Regions from separate parts of the Callithrix jacchus genome. Here region 1 is linked to region 2. The links are chromatin contacts, called in public Hi-C maps. All regions are on one chromosome and are shown on one strand. Each heading gives the region's core, a stretch centred on a gene start, on an enhancer-like site or on the middle of the called end of the contact. The rest is flanking DNA. Distances are from core to core; before and after follow the strand shown. Region 1 overlaps RAPGEF4 (Rap guanine nucleotide exchange factor 4). Region 2 overlaps MAP3K20 (mitogen-activated protein kinase kinase kinase 20).

Region 1 (2,857 bases), core at 316-2,815, 190 kb before region 2:
TCAGAAATAGAACTCTTAATTTTTTTTATCTCACTCAGAAGTAACATTTTACTCAAACACTCATATCTTGTGTTTCAGCTGTAAGGAGTATAAAAATCTGAATTCCTTTTTTGCCATCGTCATGGGACTAAGTAACGTTGCTGTGAGCCGCTTGGCTCTAACGTGGGAGGTAAGCTTCAGCTGGGATCCAGCTGTGACTTTTGCCTTCGGAATAAAAACACAGGCTCACCAGTGAGCTTTTTAATAGAAATATCACTCACGCTAGTGTAACAATGGAAAAGGTGGGACACTTGGAGGGAGGTGACCTATCTCCTTTTTACAGTTGCCTCAGAGGGAGAATTTTAAAAGACATTGTCATTTGTATATGGAGAGTGGGGGAGATGAGGGGATGTCTGCTTCTTCGCAGACACAATGTAAATAAAAATAAATCCAGTTCCTAAGTAGAACATGAAGGACCCACATTGCTTGGAATGACTTCAGAAGTTTTGCTGGTAGATTCTGTCATTCTCTGAAATACCTGCTTGTTGCTTTTGCCATAAACCTTATCTTTAGTTGAAAGAGGACAGAAGATCCATTTTTATCCAGGTACTCACGTTGCTCCTGGGAGGAATAGCCAGGAAGCCAACTGTTTGCAGGGTTGAGTACTGTCTCCTCACGACCTAGCAGGCTTCTCTCCACCAAGAGGAACAACAGTTGGCTAATATTCAGTTTGGGGCAAAAGTGAGGCAGGTGTGTTGTGAGTTTCTGTAGCAAATATGAGTAGTTTGTCGATCGTTGGTTATTCAAGCTAGAAAACATCTTCATTTATTATTAGCTTGGTACTCAAAATGTGCTTGACCTCTTACATGTGGCATATAGTTGAAGAAACACTAATCTCTAATAGAACATGCACACAGAAATAGACTCATGCTAAAAATAAAAAAGTGTGTGTAAGTGGGACACAGCAAGAGGGCAAGGAGTACCTATTAGAGACCCAACTTGCTGTGGTGCTTAAAGGCAGCCGTTTGCATCTCCAAATGCTTGTCTTGAAATTATTTTCTTCCCCATGTTCCTCTTGCAACAATTTTCTTTTTCTGTCCCTCCTAAATGTGTTCATTGTTTATAGGGCAGGTCCTCACAAGTTCTTCTGTCTTGTGTTTCTCTTAAAATTCCAGGCAGATGCAGCACACAGCAGCTCATCCCCTGAATATAGGAATGAGGGAATTGGTGAGGCCTGCGTGCCACGCAGCTGTATCGTCTTCCAGCTAGTAAAAGGACAGAGCTAGTGCTGCCAAGAGAGCTAAGCAATGAAGCCGTAGCACAGCTCCCTTGTCTTATTGCTCAAGGCTCTTGGGATCGCTGGAGACCTAGCGTTCTCTCCTACAGAGAGTCTGCCTTCCCCAGTCTGCTTCCAGCTTCTAATCACCCTGCCATGGAATCCAAATGAGTTGGTTGGGAAATTTTTAAAAAGCCATAAAGCCTCATAGGGTCCAGGGAGGCCAGTTGTGGGTACCACACAATAAGAACAGAGCATGCGGGAAACACTCTCTGAACCCACTTTCCCAGTCTAAAAAAATATATAGGAGGCTGCTGAGGAGAGTGCAGGCAGCAAAAGGAGAGAGCTAACTGGCCAGTCCTTGGATTTCACTGGGGTTAGGAGTTCTGCAAGTCTGTGAGCTTCTGTTTCAGCACTGCATGTTCCTGAAAAGAGGAAATTATCCTTTCATCATTTGTAAGCCTTTATTTTTTAAGGTGAAGCATAGTTATGTAATTCGTAGGGAAGATTTCATTCCTAAGCACCTTTGATTCTGGTTTATGTACCTGCACTTGCTGAGAAAACCTCCCAACGGCCTCCCATCCAACTCCAGTGAGTACCACAGTGCCACACCAGTGTGAGAAATGGTGCCTGGCCTCATGGAACTAGGGGACACGTGTGGAATAGTCAAGGAGCAAAACAGAAAAGAAAGCCAGAGCACATGATAAAGGGAAGGGTTCAGAGCTGAGGGGAAAGACCAAGCTGAGATGAAACGAATGAGAATTACCCGGAGCACACAGTCTCTCAGCCTCAGCACTTGTGACATCTGGTGCAGGACAGTTCTTGGTCATGGAGTCATCTTCTGTGTTGAAGGACACTTAGCAGCATCCCTGGCCTCTCCCCAACAGATGCTAGAAGCACCTCTTAGCATGCCCTCCACCCCCCCGTGTGACAACAAAAAATGTCTGCACACATTACCAAATGCCTCCTGGATTGGCACGATGGCTCTATTGAAAACGCTGCTCTGGAAGCATAGGGGGTGGATAAATAATAGTATTGAGAATGAAAGAAACATTTTGATTACCCTGTGCCCTACTGTGTTTGACCAAAGAAAGCTAAGTAAAGAAAGAACAGATGACAGAGGCCTAGCAAAACATAACCCACTCGTAAGTTTTAAATGGACTGTGTTCACTGAGTCTACTCTTTTGCATAACATGGTGATCTGGTGTCTCTGTATGGGGTGAGATCCTGGCATCCCTTGATGCCCATTCCAGCTTCCAGCCCTTTGAATAGTCCCTTCTAAGTAAGGACATGAGGTTTTCCTGAACCCTAACTTGAACTGCCAGGAAAATGAGTTTGGAGGATATACAGCATACTATGTTTTAGAAACAAAATCAGTTTTACAGATGTTTAAATGGGAATATGACAAGCTGATTGAGATAGGAAAAAAGCAAGAGGAGCCTTTCTGTGGACTGCAGAGGCCCAGCTGGTGAATCCACTGTTGAAGGTAGGCTTTGCTCTTCAAAGCCTACTCCCAGCTGACCTGGGAGTCTCTGAGGCCCAGGAGTTGGTTGATGTGTTCCTGGTCCTGGGACAAGAAACATATCACATAGCTCTGTCTTG
Region 2 (2,700 bases), core at 66-2,565:
TTGCCAGGTTTGTTATATAGGCAAATTCTGTGTCATGGTGGTTTGGTGTATAGAGTATTTCCTCACCCACGTAATCTTCATAGTACCTGAATTTTGTTTTCTGACAAACCAATGTGGACAGTTTTATTAGTTCCAATAGATCGATAGGTAGATTTTCCACCAACACTTTATCATAAAAATTTTCAAACATGAAGTGGAAAGAATTTTACAGTGAACACTAACATACCCACCACACACCCTGTACCATTAACTTTTTACCATATTTACCACATAGATTTTTAAAGGACTTTTAAACTCCTTTTAGGAGTTCTTAATCATAACTAAAAGAATTAGTGTTCTCTCTTCCTGGAAAAAAACACAAATTATCCCAACCTTAGACCGCATGAGAGAAAAACAACATCTGAATCTCCCCTTGTGAATAATTCACTGAAAATAGAGAATACGGTTCCTTAAACCCGAGTGATCTAATGATTGTAAGATAACTATATCAGGACATTGTATCATGTTTTATTTTGTTAAGGTGGGTTGAGTTTATTACTATGCTTGTAGATATTTACGTTTTCTCTTAAATATCTCAAGTCCCACCAAATGATTACTTATTTCCTCTTCTTCAGAAACGGCCATCATTCAAGCAAATCATTTCAATTCTGGAGTCCATGTCAAATGACACAAGCCTTCCTGACAAGTGTAACTCATTCCTGCACAACAAGGCGGAGTGGAGGTGGGTAGCCCTGACACCCCGCCACAGTGTCTGGCTTTGAATGATCATCACTCGTCTCAATGAAGAAGAGAACCAGAGGTCTTAATGACAGTCCTGATTTCTGAGCATGGCATAGGGAAAAAGAAAAATTTTTTTTTTATGATTCTGGAAATCTTGTAAGTCCTGCATTTCATAAGTAAGCAAGAGTTTCTCCAAGGTTGTTGCCTTGTGTAGGTATTTGAAAAGAATCTTGAGGCTGGGCGTGGTAGCTCACACCTGTAATCCCAAACCTGGGAGGCCAAGGTGGGTAGATCACCTGAGGTCAAGAGTTCAAGACTAGTCTGACCAACATATAGAAACCCCATCTCTAATAAAAATATTAAAAAATTAGCTGGGCATGGTGTTGCATGCCTGTAATCCCAGCTACTTGGGAGGCTGAGGCAGGAGAATCACTTGAACCTGGGAGGTGGACATTGCAGTGAAGCTGAGATCGTGTACTGTACTCTAGCCTGAGTAATGAGCAAAACTTTGTCTCAAAAAAAAAAAAAAGAATGCTGAAATCGTATCTTCTGAGACAAAAGATGGTTACATTTCTCTGTGTTTACTCTTTGTTAGGAAGCTTGGCCTCTGTTCCGTAAGAAACAAGAATACTGTTTACCTTGAAATTTGCAGAGCACTTGTGTCGGCTGGTGGAGGGGGATAGGGATAATATAGAAAACTTTGGATGTCATAAATCCTATTAAAGCTTGTTAAACAAACTTAGTAATGAGAAAACTATATTGTATGAGTGGAAGAGTAAACCCAGGATCAAACATTTAAGCCAGGTCACATGATGCATGAATATAAATAGCATGTTTGGAAGCTGACATTATTCCCCTCCTGACTCAGCAGAGATTTAGGTAACTTCATCTCTGCTCCAGATAGCCATGGCAGTAACATGACGCCTTACGCCATCTGCTGATGCAAAGTGAACACTGCATGCACTTTGAAAACTACTGCATTGTTTACTCCTGTTGCTAGATATTTTTTTGGGCTGTTTGTTGTTTTATAATAACCTTATTTATTTTTATTTTTTTGAAATATCTATCTAGTACCAGTGAGGTAAAAAAATTTTTATTTACTAATTCAAAAGTTATACAGTGAGCTCAAGTATAGGTATGAGAGACTTTTTTCTGGGCTGAGATAATTAATAAAACAAAGCATGTAAGTAATATTTGTGTTTTGCAATAAGAGATCAGTATACCTGTCATCAGATCACTGTCCTTTAAAATCCATATATGAGTTCCTATTAATTTTAAGACAAAGACCAGAATACTTGGTATGGTGGCTCATGCCTGCAATACCAGCACTTTGGGAGGCCAAGGCGGGTGGATCACTTGAGCCCAGGAGTTTAAGACCAGCCTGGCCAACATGGCAAAACTTCATCTCTACTAGAAATACAAAAATTAGCCGGACATGGTAGCACACACCTGTAGTCCCAGCTACTCAGGAGGCTGAAGCACGAGAATTGCTTGAACCCGAGAGGTGGAGGTTGCAGCAAGCCGAGATCATGCCACTGTGCTCCAGCCTGGTGACAGAGTGAGACTCGGTCTCAAAAAAAAAAAGACCAGAATACTTAAGAAGACTCACAAGACCCTCTGTACTCTGGCCTCACCAGCGTCAGCTTAAGATCATTCTCCCCTTAATTTCTAGCTTTCAGTCCCTCAACACATGCATATTTCTCCCCCATTAAGGGTCTTTGCAAGTACAGTTTCCTTTCTTTAAAACGTATCCCATTTTAGCTGCTCACCACACCTGCCATCACACCCCACCTTGACTCCTGTTCATCATTCACATAGCAGTCGAATAACACATCTGCAGGGGAACGCTTCCTGACACCAGGCCAGACCAGGTTCCACTTTGTGTGCTCTGAGAGCATCTCCTTCATAGGCTTTACTGCTATTGGAATTAAGAAGTACTTCAGCAGTTGGTGTTTAATGTGTGTCTCGCCGGCTGAAATG

What was found. A called contact is a pair of places that touch in the nucleus more often than the background predicts.
Region 1: a contact with region 2 is called in a Hi-C map of skeletal muscle, with 6 times the contacts expected there. The contact joins two enhancer-like sites. A contact is called at or near these places in 3 of 3 Hi-C or Micro-C datasets (induced pluripotent stem cells and skeletal muscle).

Annotation. Positions count from the first base shown.
Region 1 is chr6:56,459,554-56,462,410 of calJac240_pri, reverse strand. It overlaps RAPGEF4 (Rap guanine nucleotide exchange factor 4), which reads left to right. Exons shown (of 30, transcript XM_035304529.3): 25 at 79-169. Among named protein-coding and RNA genes, the nearest start is that of MAP3K20, 41 kb to the right of the region's middle. Within about 2 kb of position 1,565, at least 1 of the 16 cell types and tissues checked has an H3K27ac peak or open chromatin away from gene starts, as enhancers often do. A contact at or near this core is called in skeletal muscle, where this site is marked.
Region 2 is chr6:56,273,601-56,276,300 of calJac240_pri, reverse strand. MAP3K20 (mitogen-activated protein kinase kinase kinase 20) reads left to right here. Exons shown (of 20, transcript XM_017973405.4): 10 at 615-721. Among named protein-coding and RNA genes, the nearest start is that of MAP3K20, 140 kb to the left of the region's middle. Within about 2 kb of position 1,315, at least 1 of the 16 cell types and tissues checked has an H3K27ac peak or open chromatin away from gene starts, as enhancers often do. A contact at or near this core is called in skeletal muscle, where this site is marked.